Linked DNA regions of Mus musculus: regions 2 and 3 are each linked to region 1. A link is a contact called in public ChIA-PET data. All regions are on one chromosome and are shown on one strand. Each heading gives the region's core, a stretch centred on a gene start, on an enhancer-like site or on the middle of the called end of the contact. The rest is flanking DNA. Distances are from core to core; before and after follow the strand shown. Region 1 overlaps Fancc (Fanconi anemia, complementation group C). Region 2 overlaps Aopep (aminopeptidase O). Region 3 overlaps Aopep (aminopeptidase O).

What was found. ChIA-PET counts read pairs in DNA pulled down with a chosen protein or histone mark.
Region 2: an RNA polymerase II ChIA-PET map of effector CD8 T cells shows a contact between it and region 1, with 13 read pairs. The contact joins two enhancer-like sites. A contact is called at or near these places in 5 of 484 Hi-C or Micro-C datasets (CD4 T cells, the G1E-ER4 cell line, embryonic stem cells and 1 more) and 2 of 115 datasets of contacts at active chromatin or transcription factors (effector CD8 T cells and memory CD8 T cells).
Region 3: a contact with region 1 is called in an RNA polymerase II ChIA-PET map of memory CD8 T cells, with 41 read pairs. The contact joins two enhancer-like sites. A contact is called at or near these places in 9 of 484 Hi-C or Micro-C datasets (CD4 T cells, the G1E-ER4 cell line, embryonic stem cells and 3 more) and 2 of 115 datasets of contacts at active chromatin or transcription factors (effector CD8 T cells and memory CD8 T cells).

Annotation. Positions count from the first base shown.
Region 1 is chr13:63,409,081-63,413,849 of GRCm38.p6, forward strand. The region is part of intron 1 of Fancc (Fanconi anemia, complementation group C); the gene reads right to left. Among named protein-coding and RNA genes, the nearest start is that of Fancc, 20 kb to the right of the region's middle. Within about 2 kb of position 2,366, at least 78 of the 459 cell types and tissues checked have an H3K27ac peak or open chromatin away from gene starts, as enhancers often do. A contact at or near this core is called in effector CD8 T cells, memory CD8 T cells and natural killer cells, where this site is marked.
Region 2 is chr13:63,221,367-63,226,135 of GRCm38.p6, forward strand. All of the region lies in intron 11 of Aopep (aminopeptidase O), which reads left to right. Among named protein-coding and RNA genes, the nearest start is that of Gm16907, 73 kb to the right of the region's middle. Within about 2 kb of position 2,190, at least 37 of the 459 cell types and tissues checked have an H3K27ac peak or open chromatin away from gene starts, as enhancers often do. A contact at or near this core is called in effector CD8 T cells, memory CD8 T cells and natural killer cells, where this site is marked.
Region 3 is chr13:63,240,857-63,245,625 of GRCm38.p6, forward strand. All of the region lies in intron 13 of Aopep (aminopeptidase O), which reads left to right. Among named protein-coding and RNA genes, the nearest start is that of Gm16907, 54 kb to the right of the region's middle. Within about 2 kb of position 2,890, at least 106 of the 459 cell types and tissues checked have an H3K27ac peak or open chromatin away from gene starts, as enhancers often do. A contact at or near this core is called in memory CD8 T cells and natural killer cells, where this site is marked.

The DNA.
Region 1 (4,769 bases), core at 1,116-3,615:
CAACAGAGGCTGACTCTCCGGAATTGGAGGTGCCAACTTCAAATCAGGTGCACTGTGTGTATTCTCTTCAACCAGCTGTGAAGACTTAAAGAAACGTGATCTGGGTGGTAGCTCTAGGGCTTTCCTGCACTCTTCAGACAGGTCCCCAGTGTTTGGGGAATGAGCTTCTCCCTAGCCTGATTGCTTTTAGCCACAGCAAGGACCAGTGCACAAAGCAATAACAGAAGCCCTTCAGCAGCACTAGGAGGCTATTCTTCAACTCAAAGTCTGCCATCCTTACCCTTAGACTCAGGCACAAACACTATTTACACTCTCCATCAGCACACCAAAAGCCTACCCAACAACTCAAAACACAGCGACTCTCACCCTCCGCCTCACCCACCCCCACCACTCCCACACTACCCCCACCACTCCCCCACCCCTCACCCCTACCCTTGAATAAACAATGACAACCTACTACTGCCCAGGCAGTTTTGTCTTCATCTCTGTAGATGACACTGCAGGCTTCCAGTTAAGTCCATTAGAAAAAGTGCTGAAGAACACATTAGTATTTTGTCTTGAGTTTGGTTCTCAGTGGCTGTTATAAAACAATGACCAAAAGCAACTTTAGGAGGAAACAGTTTAGTTGGTTTACAGGATATAGCCACCATCAAAGGAACCCAAAGCAGGAGTTCGAAACAGAAACAACAAAATAGTGCTTAGGGGTTTGAACCTCGTGATTTGTTCAGCAGGACCACCTCCCTAGGGGTGGCACCACCAGAAGTAGGCTGGACCCTCCTACGTCAATCATTAATCAAGAAAATGGACCACAGACATGCCCAGAAGCCAACCTAATGGAGGCTCCCTCTTCCCAGAGAGAATAAGTTGACAACCAAGGTTGGCTCTAACATAATTAAAATATTAGACACTGGCCAGGCTTGACGGTGAACATCTTTGAGCCCAACACTCAGGAAGCAGAGAAGATGAAGGTGGATGTCTAAGTCTGGTCTACAGAGCCAGTTCCAGGATAGCCAGAACTACACAGAGAAACCCTGTTTTGAAAAGTCAAAAAAATAAGGAAGAAATTGTCTTCTTGCCTTTGTCACTGGTGACTTGACTCTGAGTTTACTTCTCCTCTCCATCTTTGCTTCGAACAGGAATTTATCACTCACCAACAAAACCAAGAAAAGATGCCTGCACATTTGTAGGAAGCCATTTTACACTAGGAACTCAAACACACTTCTAGTGAAAAGGCTCCTGCTCTCAGGCAACCTGTGGCCAGTGAGTAAGATCAAGGCCTGTATATCAACAAAGCTTACCTAAGCAGGGTTTCTCACTCTAAGAACAGCTGAGAGCCCCAAGGACAGGTTCAAGTTATTTTTTTTTTTAATCCTGTTAGGTATCACAAACATAAACTAGTAAAGTCCTATGCTTTTAATACTTGTAAAATTAAAAACTAAAAATCTGTAGAAATTTAAAAGTACAGTTTTTACCCATGTAAACACTTGAACAAAGTCCACATGGCAAATGTCTAAAATAAGTGAATTCAATGGACAAGAGTGATTTGACTCAGGTGATACCGTGGTCACTGACATTCACTTCTGACCAGCTTGACCCTGACTCTATGGGCAGTGTGGCATTGCCAGCCACTTCCCTCTTCAAAGCAACAACGGAATGGCAACCTCAAGGTGAGGTCAGACGCTATAAACACTTTCATCTCTGTTCTTTGGTAATGTATCCCAGCATTTCAAGCAGAGCTACTTGTGTGCCAACACAAGCAGCTAGAGGCAATGAAAGTCCAAGGCAGTACCTGGTTAGGCAATGGAGGTGTCTGGAGACTTTTTTATTTTAATTTTATCTTCAAAAGGGTAAAGAGTAAGTACAATCTTTCTAGACAACTTGAGCATGCTAATGAACCCCACCTACTTAATCGTCCTTATCTTCGGGGGCCTGCAAGCCTCAGAAGGAGTTCCTGTAACCGTGTGCTGAGGGCCACTGGACTCATACAGAAGCAGCTTTCTTGTGGTTACGTTTTAGTTCTGTATATAACCAAGTACCTAACTTTGTTTCCTTTACACTCTCAGCCCATGGCTTCCTGTTAAGACAGCACAAGAAATCCTCTTTGATGGGCTCTCTACTCCAAACACAGCGACCAGACGGGACACATCAAAGAGAAAACCCAAAATGTTGTGGTGAAACTAAAAATATATATAAACACTTCCTGAACTGGAACCAGGACAGAAACATAAAGATTCTACCTCGGGAGGAGTTTTGTGCCTCTATGCTTAGAAACCCAAACCAGGCAGAGAACTGCAGGCTAGGCAAGCTGAGAAGGGGACATCTGAACTGACATTTCCGAATGCAATGCCTTTTCACTCAACCCAGCCTGTTGGTGCTGTGCAGTTCGGATCAACCTGATCCAGGCCTCAGCCAGCTTCCTAGAGATGAACTGTCTTATGGCACTGCAGCACCACCTGCTGAAGAGCCAAAAAAAAAAAAAAGAAAAAGAAAAAAAGTCAATCCACAGCTGAAACTGGTTGTGGAGGGATGGCCTCCACATCATTCCAACCAGCTGCTTTCTCTTGTTTTTAAAACTGAAGCCAGTGCTTGCCCAAACTGCCTGAGAATAAACAGTAACCCCTCTTACTTCTCCCATTGCCTGTAATCACCACAGGAAGATGTGTCTGCTTCCCTCACCACAGCGCCAGCCATCTCAGGAAAGACTGTTAGACTCTATTCACATTTTCCATGGGGCTAAGGACACAGCTGAGGCAGCAGAACACAGCCAAATCAACCCTTTCCTCCCCAGCTTGCTTTTGGTCATGGTTTTACCATAGCAACAGTAACTGTAACTAAGACAAATTGGTACCTGGATCATGGGATATTGCTGTGACAAATCTGACTAGGTTGTTTATTGGAGGATTGTTTATTGGAATATTTATTGGAACATTAGGCTAGAAAAGCCAGTGAGTGTTCAAAGCTTAGTGAGCTATTCTGAGGGAACGTTAAAGATAAGATTATTCAGAGCAGGGGCTGGAGAGATGGCTCAGTGATTAAGAGCACTGACTGCTCTTCCAGAGGCCCTGAGTTCAATTCCCAGCAACCACATGGTGGCTTACAATCATCTGTGATGGGATCTGATGCCCTCTTCTGGTGTGTCTGAACAGAGCAACAGTGTACTCATATACATAAAATAAATAAATCTGGGGAAAAAAAAAGAATATTCAGAGCAATGCAGACAATGGAGTCCTGGGAAGCTCCAGAGGGAAGTTTAAAAGCCACCCAAAGACTCTTATCAGGGCTATTTGCTACTCTGAGCTGATAATCTGTGGTTCTGGTTGTCTGGGGCTAAAGAGTCAGCTGTGATTAACAAAGGACGAGAGCCACTAAAATTAAACCTTTGCTGGGACAGTTGATGCTGGTCAGCTGGAGCGAAGAAATCAGTGGTAGTTTTGTTGTTTGTTTGTTTGTTTTTAAGAGACATGGAAGGAAAATCTGCAAAGTGTTTCCCCAGAGTTGGCACACAGAAGCTGTGTTTCAGAAGTGCCCAAGACTTGGTAATGTGTAAGACCATCCAGTTGGTGCTAGTTTTGAAGGCATGAAAGGGTCATAGCAAGCAAGTGGGGCTTGGCACTCTGAGAAGCCAGGACAGGCCATTAGAAAAGGTACAGCCTTAGTAGCAGTTGAAGTCCTACGAAGGGATCGTGGAGACAAGATGAGGCTTGGCATGAGGAAGAGAGCCCTGAAGAAAATCACAGTCCAATTACAGCAGAGACCCCAGCATTTTGGAGACGCCAGTCCATGGGATGTCATGGTCATCTTGTATGGCCGCCAAGGACAGCAACAGCAGTGGAGTGGAGGCTGCCAAAGCCTGGAGGACAAGTTGTGTATGCTGTAGAAGATGGAGCCAGAGAAGTGGTTTAAGCCTCTGGAGAAACCCAGAAGACTGTGAGTGAATCCCAGCATTGGACATTGATTTATTTACACTTTTGAAGTTGGTTTTGCTTTGTTCAGATTGTGACTGTGCCCTGGTTCTTCCCTCTTGTAGAAGGAAAGTATTTAATTTTCATTTTTACAGGAGACCTTGGTTGAGAGACTGAACTTTTAAAAACATATTATGAATTTTTAAAAGACTGAATATTTTAAAGAGACTGAACCTTTAATATGTTTGAATTTGTAAAGACAATGAGACTTTTAACGTTATATTTTACATTATGATATTATTATTAACATGCCATCTTGGGGAATAAATGAGAAAGAAAAAGCTCTAACTGAAAAGTGATGTTTGAGTGTCAAGTTGACAAGAGTGTCCATTGTGCTGGCTAGTTTTATGTCAACTTAACACAAGCTAAAGTCATCTGAGGAGAGAGCTTCAAATCAAGAAAATGGCTTCATAAGATCAGATTGTAGGCAAGCCTGTAGGGCATTTTATTAATTAGTGATTGATGTGGGAGGGCCCAGCACGTTGTAGGTGGGGCCACCTCAGGGTTGGAAGTCCTAGGTTCCATAAAAAAGCAGGCTGAACAAGCCCTGTGTAGCAAGCCAGTAAGCAGTGTAGCTACAAAGGAGCATTCCTCCCTGGCATCTGCACTAGCTCCAGCCTGCAGGTTCCTGCCCTGCTGGAGTTCTTCACTGCTTTTGATGAGCTATCACATGGAACTGTGAGTGAAATGGACCTTCTCCCACCACTACCACCAACTTACTTTTGGTTATGGTGTTTAATCACAGCAACAGTCACCCTGGGACATCAACACCCACATGGCGACTCACAACTGCCTATAATTACAGTT
Region 2 (4,769 bases), core at 940-3,439, 190 kb before region 1:
CCCAAGAATTGTCCTGTATCAGAAATTTGGACCTTTTCTGTGGCTATCTGTAAACCCCACTGACTTAAAGTTTTAAGTAGAAAAGGATATGCCTTTTGTAGCATGGTAAGGTCTTTATGGCACAGGAGGATGTCATCCATGTAAAGGAGCAAAATTAAAGAGGGGAACTGTTTCCTCACTGGCAAAAGAGCTTTTTGTATATAAAGCTGGCACATTGTAGGACTATTGGACATCCCCTGTGGTAAGACCTTCCATTGATACCTCTTATCAGGTTTAGCAGAATAAGCTCTCTGACCCGTTAACAAGTCAAAAGTCCAATCTCTCTGCTCTGGAGTTAAAGCAGCAGCGTTTGCTCGGGCCTGCGCCTGTGCCGCCTCCTGCCACAGAGCTCGCCATTCCACATATTTGGCCATACTAGGGAGAGCGGCTTTTGCAATCATTTGCCAGTCGGCAGGAGTTAGTGCCATGCTGGCAAGCCTGTCTAACTGCACCAAGGTAAAATTAGCATTGATTCCATATTTAATCTGCACATATTCTACCGGAGCGTGGACACGCCCACCCTCGGCTCCTTCAAAGACTGGAAATGTCTGTTGTATTTTCCTTTGTTCCTCTCGGGGAATGAATGAGTCTGCGCACTGCCTTTCTGCGCACTGCCTCTCTGCGCATTGCTGACGCACTACGGGCTGACGCACTACGCAGGGCGGGGACTCCGCATAGGGCGGGAGTGCACCTGGTAGCCGATTGCCCTGAGGCCAATTAGCAAACTGGCCTTCGCCAGCCGCTTTTGGCTTTTTTCTTGACCGATTAGCTGGCTGGTAATGGGCTGCTTCTTCCTCCCAGTCTGTTTCCTCAGAGGAGGATTCTTCATCTGCTTCAGAACTACTAAGAGCTGGCTTCCTGAGCTCATCTAGTGACGAGTATCTCCTAGAGACCTCCGCTAATCGATCTTTTTTCTTCTCCCTTTTTCCTCTTTTTCTTCTAATCTCTCTCCAGGTATTCCTACCTAACCTTAACTTTTCCTCGGGTTCAAGACCCTTGGAAAGGCCTGTATACTTACCGTTTCTCCTTGTTCCTACTCTCTCTCTCCGCTTTACTTCTGATAGACTGTCCTGAATTTCCTCTAGAATTTTTAGCCCTGCCTTAAGCACTATATAACATGTGAAAAGGAACAAAAGGGCTCCTAACACTAGAAAAAGTTCAAGGCCAAACATACCTGGTAAAGCCATTTCTCACTTCCGTTCCCCAGCTGATGAGTTCTGAATTCGGCAGTTGAATCCTTCTCAACAGTCTGTGTTACGGGAACCTTATAACCTTGATTCGCAGTTCTGGTTCTGGAATGAAGTATCCCTCCTGCGCCAGTCCGGAGTTTTTTCTCGTCCCGGATTTTCTCGTCCCGGGTTTCGGCACCAATTGTTATTAGACGCGTTCTCACGACCGGCCAGGAAGAACACCACAGACCAGAATCTTCTGCGGCAAAGCTTTATTCTTACATCTTCAGGAAAAGAGAGCAAGAAGCAAGAGAGAGGGAAAAGCAAGAGAGCGAAAAAGCAAGAGAGAGAGAAAACGAAAACCCCGTCCCTCTTAAGGAGCATTCTCCTTCGCCTCGGACGTGTCACTCCTTGATTGGCTGCAGCCCATCGGCCGAGTTGACGTCACGGGGAAGGCAGAGCACAAGTAGTCATAAGATACCCTTGGCACATGCGCAGATTATTTGTTTACCACTTAGAACACAGGATGTCAGCGCCATCTTGTAACGGCGAATGTGGGGGCGGCTTCCCACAGTCCTTTCCACAGCTTCTTCAAATGCCATGCTACTCAGCCGAGTCACTTTTTCATTTTTAGTTTAATTTTCTTTAACTTTGGCATTTATAGTTCAGTACTCAAACTTGTTTACCAGGCTATTATAGCTACGTACTACAGGCAGAGCAGCTTTAACAGCAATTTGATTTTCTTACAGCTTTTGAAAGTTGGAAATCTAAAGTCACAAAGTTGGCTTTTCCTGAGGCTTCTCTCCTTGGCTAGCAGATAGCTTCCCTCCCCACCCCTCATGTGTGCATGCCTGTGCATGTGTGTCAGTGTCTCACACACACATTCGTATTTCTGCCCCTATCTCCCTGTTGTAAGGACACCTGCTACACTGGATTAAGGCTTGGACAAGTGATTTTATTTTACTGTGATGAGTCCTACCTCCAGTACAGTCATTCTGAGATACTGGAGGTTTATGACATCAACCTGAGAAGAGACACAGCTCAGCCCACATCAAAGCTCACCACCAATTTCCTGACAAGTTCCAAATTTCTAGGAAATCTTCAACACAATAAAGGTCACTAGCCAGCCTCACACATTTTAACCCCATGGAGGAATACACTCAGAGTAGTTTTTGGTCCCAAATGATGCTGATTACTTAGTCCAAAAAAAATAAATAAATAAAAATAAAATGAAAAATAAACCAACCTGAAAGTCATGTCTGGTAAAATAAATAAGAAATAAAGGAAGGGATTGTTCTTCTATCTCAGAGAGATACCTGTACTGGCATTGTGTGTGCCCTGTTCAAGGATCCACTATGGCCCATCCTGACACAAGGCCCCTCAGTATAGTAGGAAGCACCATCTTTGCTGAAATGACCCTTCCCATCCCATTGCCTTTCCTGTGCCCAGGTGTCCTTCTTCGTGAGGGGCTGTGAGTGAAGGAAAGACGAAAGAAGCAGTGTTTCCCTTAAGTCTCAGTGAAATTCAGCAGGGAAAAGTGCATACGTAAATAATCAACCTAAACCAGAAAGCAGCCCAACAGCTAGCTTTACAGAGCTCTTGCTATGGAAAGCACAGAGGCTATGGGGATACTGGAAGCTGGTTCCAAAGGACAGGCAGGTTTGAGGCAGAAATCGGGAAGAAACTGGGTGAGGGGGGAACTAACGTGCCCATGTGAGCTGTCAGGTAACCAAAGTCTGTGATATGCTATGTCAGAAACAGGGCTGACACGCAGAGGATGATGGTTCCTGATTCCTGCTGGGAGAGGGGCCATAGTAGCCCTTCTCCATCAGCCTCACACTTACCCTCTGCCCCTCCCAAAACCACGTGTACTGCTCCAGTGATAGAAGAGTAAATTGCTTTTAAATTACTGATAGACTCCACCTTGTGATGTGTTTGAGTCATGATCTTTCCCTTCCAGCCTCCATTATGAACTGGTATGGGGTTGCTTGTTATGTGTGGAGAGCAAGATCTGCCAAGGTCTCCGTTAGTAAGGCAGGACGCAGGTCCCATAGGGACTTGTGATGCAAGGCTCACCAGAGGCTTTTGATGGTATAACAGTTGCTTGAGTGACTATTTCACAGCATGGACAGGTGGGCCAACAGGCCTGTTGGAAAGATAACTTCCTGGGTGAAGGGTTATACCTTTCTCCTCCTCAATAGGATGATGTGATTCAGTGCAGAGAAAAGTTAGACTGACTCTTGTCCCCTTAGTTTTCAACTCGGAACTTTCATGTGTAGAGTTGTTCATTTGCACTGATACTTAAAAAGTAGCATTAAATCTATGTGGCCAATAGTATGTAGCTAGAGCGCACATGGGCTGGACGGGGACTCCTCCACACCCACAGGAATCATTAAAGAAGGCATGGGAAGGAGTGGCTTAGTTGGTAAACAACATGCTTTATGAGTGATCTCCAGAACCTAAGAGAAAATTCTAGGTGCAGTGGCCCCTAGGCTTATTTTATTATCTGAGGCCTGGGGAGTCAGAGACAGGGATCCCCAGAGCTTTAGAGCCAGACAATCTAGACTAATTGGTCAGTCCCTGCTAGAAGAATAGCTCCCAGTGAGAGGCCCTATCTCAAAGGAAGGGAACTGCCTTCATGAAGACTCCAAGCCTCCACAAACATGTACATATACACACATATGCGCCACAACTGCATGCATGCATACATACATACATACATACATACATACATACATACATACATATGCATTAAAATGAGTGAGTATACAGCCTTGGAGAACAAGTCAAATGGTTGAAATACAAATTGTGTAATGCCCAGATCCTGGCAAGGATGGGGGAAGATCCCCAGAGAATTTGATGGTGGAGTGAAACTGAAGGCCTGCATCCTTAGGACCTCAGATTGAGCACTACGTGTGTGTAGGTGGACATGTGCTGGTAGAGGCTTCATGTGTGCCGGGCATGCATCTTACCCCTGAGCTGCTTCCAACTGACCATGTATTTTTAAAGTCAGCTCATAGGACTTATGTATGATTCATGTCAGAATGGCTTTCTTGGTCAAAGAGCATTAGAGAACTTTTTTTTTTCCTTGAGGGGAAAAAAATGGAAATTCTAAACTAGGCCAAATTGATGCAAATACTTTCAGACATGTGGCACCAGAGGAGAGAAATCTAGTATTTGTTTAGTAAACTGAAATAAATCTGTTGTGCCTTTTGAAGCAGAAGGAGAAGGAGGCAAGGACAACTAGCTTTGGGAAGATGGCGTCATATTCCTGTGGCCCCACTGAGAGGCAGACACAGGAGGTTACAGTACACTAGGGGTGGTCTTGCTCTGTATAATAGTAAAGCCCAAGCAAGCTAAGGCTGTGAACTAGAGCCTCTCTCCAACAGAAGAGAGAGATGGATTTGATAGTGAGTGGTTCAAATGATTTATCAAAGAGCTAGGCTGACTCCCTGCTAGAATACCCCCTTGCACTTGGGTCAGAGACCACGGGCCATCAGGATCACGGCGCAGCCTAATTAAAGCTCAGGCTCAGCCCACTTCTACTCTCATGAGTAGGTC
Region 3 (4,769 bases), core at 1,640-4,139, 170 kb before region 1:
TGTTTTGGTTTTGTCAATTTTGCTTAAATATACTTTTGCAGTTGGGCGGGCAGGAAGACAGTTATTGCACTAAGGGACTAAAATAGCGGTGTGTTGTTCTGCTGCTGGGATAGATGATGAATCACTGGGCTCTGAAGCCAAATCCTCGCTGATAACTATGCTACCAGCTCCTGTGTTGCCTTAGTATGGGCATTGAGCGTCTGAGAACATGCACAGAGCTCACGGTAATGGTGATGTGAAGTTTCAGTATGCACTTGAGGGCACTCAGGGCCACTCAGAAGAGACCAGGCAAAAGAACTAGCTAGGCATATTGCTGGAGACATGCAAGGGGCTCAAATTATGTGAGAGTGCTCTCCCTCCCAGCCTTGTATAGAGCAAGCTGTGTGTGTGTCAACTAAGTTAACAGTGATAAGAAACCAACTCTTAAACTTACGGCTTTGGAGCCATACCTTAGATGCTATGGCAGGTTGTGATTGTTGTTCTCTCACAATTTAGGTGGCTTTAAAAGGTTTGTGACTAATGAATGAGATCATAAAATAGCTAAAGAATGAAAACATGGTATGCCTAGCACTTGAACAAATGTTTGTAGGTATAATTATTAAGCAAGAAATAAGATCATCCACACATGGAAATAGGAGGCATTATCGAGTACTTGGTAATTCCACTACCAAAATCTGAAGCAGTAACTGTCTCTAAGAATTGGGGAGGCAAAAACAATGGAGGCCTCCATCTTCCAGTACAGTGGAAGCTCTCCCCCAACCATCCCTTCATTGTGCCCAGATAGGCCCACTGGAAAAACCACCTCTGACTTTGTTCCTAGACAATGTGGGTAGTGGTTTTAAAGAACTTGAAGCTGAATTGGATGGCCTTCCCTTCTAGGAGTGCAAGGACATCTGGTGTGCCCAGAGATATGTGTTTGTGTGGTATCCCCACCTCTTTTCCCCCCCGGCTAGCCCAACAGGCACTTTCCCTGTCACACCTGGGAGAAGAGTCTGACAAGGAAGGCAGGCACTGTGCAGGACCAGGTGAGCAGTCAGATCTGTGACCCAAGGGCATTAGAGTGCAACCTGAAAGGCACAGGACCTAGGGGATTACTGAGGTGAGCGTTCATGCCAAGTCTGGTGCTAGGACTTGATCCTGTTGCTGGGGGGCCTTGAAGTAGGTCGCTCACTGTTGATTCTGATAAGTTGCCTGGCTTGTACCTTAATACCCAGCACTCAAGAGGCAAAGGCATGAGTTTAAGGCTAGTCTAGTCTGCATAGTTTCAGGACAGCCAGGGCTGTGTAAAGAGATCTGTCTCAAAATAAAATAAAAAGGAAAACAAAATTTGAGATGTCTGCTGGGCCACAAGCAAGTTAACACATGTACTTTCTGTGCCCCACTGTGCATGTGTCTGCGTTCACTGGTCTAGCAAGACTGAAATAAGAGTGTTCATGTCAGGCATGCATGTTCTAGACCTAGCTGTTGTCTGCCCCTTTGTCTTCTTTGTCCTTGCCCTCTCCCCTGATGACCAGATGTCCTCTCTCCATGTCCTCCATTCCTCAAATGTCCCCCACTTGAGGCTCTCAGAAGTCAACCCAGATCAGACCAAACTGGACTGGGCTAGGTGGATCTGGCCGAATGGTCTGTGGACTAGATCCGAGTGACTTCAGCTAAGTGGCCGGTACTAACTATGCTAGGACTGCAACGTTTTCCTTCCATGGGTGGAGGCGGCTCTTACTGCCTGGTAAAAACAGAACTGTTGGGATAACTTGAGAAAGGAAAACAGCCACGGCAGGCAGCAGGCCAGGATCCGAGCTGTGTGGAAAGAATGCCATTTTATGGGAAACATTTTGTTTTACCCTTAAAGAAATCATCTCAGGCACTAAATGATGGGCATAGTCTGATGGAGCTTGAAATATTAGCTGAGAGTTTGAGCCAGAAAAGCAGTGCAGTGAAGTCTGAGCTGTGAAGAAGCAAATGGAACAAGCTGAGTGACTTTGCCACCTCACCCTGTGAGTGACTGGAGTGCTTTCCTAACTGCCCTGGCCTCATGTCCTGTCTCTCTCTGGCCATTCCTGTTATCAGGAAGCCATCTTTAAGGACTTTATGTACCCATCTGAAGGACCATCATTCTTCATTCTCCCTTTTACATCTCCACAGGATGTCCCTTGACATCCCTTTCCATGTTGTCCTAGCTTCCTATCTCTGCCACGGCTGTAACCAGATTACCTCAAGCCCGTGTCCTCTCTCCTGCTCCTGAATTGTTTCCCACCCACTCTGATGTTCTTCCTTTCTCTGTTATTTCAAATGCTTGTTATTTAGTCTGAGTAAATTTGGCTACAAAAAAACGAGAATGTGCATAGCACACAGACTACAGTCCTGGGCTAGCTCTGTGGGGCTGGCTAGAGCTGTGATTCCAACAGTGAAAAGAGTGTGTGTGTATGTGTGTGTGTGTATGTGTGTATGTGTGTATGTGTGTGCGCGCGCGCACGCGTGTTAACTGTAATAGCTTTTGCTACATGATCTATTATTGACTTTGGAAGAACACATTAACTTTTAAACATAAATTGTGTATCACTATTATACAGTAAGAATTAATATTTTAAGGTATGTACATGAAAATAGAGTTTAGATAACTTCATTATTCTAAGAACTAAAATATATAACACAATAGCACCTTATGCAATGGTATATTTTAAAGACAATGCACTTGGAGTTTAAAGAAAACTCTCTATTGTAAGATTCAAAAGACTCCGACTTCTTGATTACTGCACATTTAATAACTTAGAGAAAACCCCCTTTGCCATTTCCATTTTAGCCTTTGTGTGCATGCTGAGATCAGAAGTATTCATAGGCTGGCTTTCCAGCCACTGGGGTGACTCACAAGCCATCCTCTGTGTCTGGTGTATCTGAAGCAAAGGTCCAGAGGGTGGTGAACCAGCCTTTGTGAGTCATAGTGTCACCGAGAGCCGACACTGTTGACTTCTGTCACAATTTGGAGCTTACAATTTTCTTAAACTCATAGTGATGTGTCCAGGTTAAATATAAAGACTGAACAGGGGAGTGAGGCACATGGCCCGAGCTGTTCATGGCCCATAGCGGCAAGTAGTCAGCTCTGTCTCTTCTCCTTCTGATAAAATGCTAAAGTTTGGAGCAATTTAATCTGTTTTTACAACACCTTTCTTATTACACACTTGACTTGGAGCCACAAAAGCAGTGGTGATCTCTGTTGGGGTGAGAATGCACCGTGACTTTTAAGTCTGTGAATTCAGGGAGGTCTACATTCTGTTTACGCCTTTGAGACGCAGTGTGCACTTGCTACACTTCTGCCGTGTGTGTGTGTGTGTGTGTGTGTGTGTGTGTGTGTGTGTGTGTGTGTGAGAGAGAGAGAGAGAGAGAGAGAGAGAGAGAGAGAGAGAAAGGGAGAGAGAGAAAGCGAGCGAGCGCGAGCGCACCCAGAATGTTAAAGGTAGGTGATTTAGGCTTGAAATAGTTTGTCACAGTGTTTGTCTTTTGTGACATAAGTCTTTTATATTCTGTTGTAATTCTGGAAACCAGTATTTAAGATTTTTGTTTTGTTTTAAAGTTACTTAACTCTTTACTGGACTCACAGCAGCCAGTGGCGGCTGATAGACTTCAATCACTTGTAGCCCTGGATGCACAAGCCAGTAGTAAAAGCAACCCTTGAGAGCTGGGAGCATGCAGCCAAGTGCCCACAGTTACTGGTAGCCACTCCCTGCACCCAGCAACCTGGTGGGTATGGGTGGCTGCCCTTATACCTGAGGCAAGGCTCCCCTGGAGTTTCCTAGGCATGGTGCCCTTGCCTCTTTTAAGAGTACTGTTGCTTTGTGAGAATCCATAACTAGTCCACACTTGCCGAGCTATGGTCTCATACAATAGCTTCATTGATTCTTGATTTCCATAGAAAAGCTTTATGGGTTCTAATGAATTACCAGCCGCCCTTCACCTCCTCAGAGAGTGTCTTTGTGTCCTGGGCCTTGCCTTTGGAAAAGGACTTATGTGAGTGATGGGTGCAGAGTAATTAATGAAAGTTGTTATGAAGCAACCAAGCCGGGGAGGGTTGTGTGTGTGTGTGTCTGTGTGTCTGTATGCAGTTTACTGTATTGCTTAGATGCTTAAGTAATCCTGTGTACCTGGGCCTTGTTTCTATACCTCTTCCTACCCTTGTATTTATAATAAATCTTTAACAAATACAATATTGAACATTCTATATCCAAATCTCATGTCAGATCAAATCATGCAAGATCTTGACATTTTTGCTCTCTTTAAGCTGGACCAAGAGAAAATTGCTATATTTTGTAGCCTCAGGAAGACAGTCTGGTTTGTGTAATGTTATACCATTAAATTTTCATCTGTTCCCTAGACTGATTCTTTTTAAGAGTCTACAACTTAAAACCAGAAGAGATTCTGACATCTCTGTGTGTTCTGAAATCCCTGCCAGCTTTAAACTGGTCTAACAGGAAAAATTAAGACCATGACCGGCTGCCCTCAGCACTTACTCCTAACAACAGTCACCCGCTCGTCCCCACGCACCTCCTCACAGCCTCTCTGAGTGGAACCATTAATGCACCCATAGCTGACACTTGCCGAGTGTCAAGCCCAGTTCTGAGTGATTTATGTGCAGCAGCTGACGTGAATGTCCCACTGAAGCCCGCCACAACCCACACAAAGACAGTGCAGACTGCATCGGACACTCTGTGTACGTTGGTGCAATATTAGCTAGTCAAGTAACTGCTACAAAAATAATGCTTTGGGCAGTATCCTAA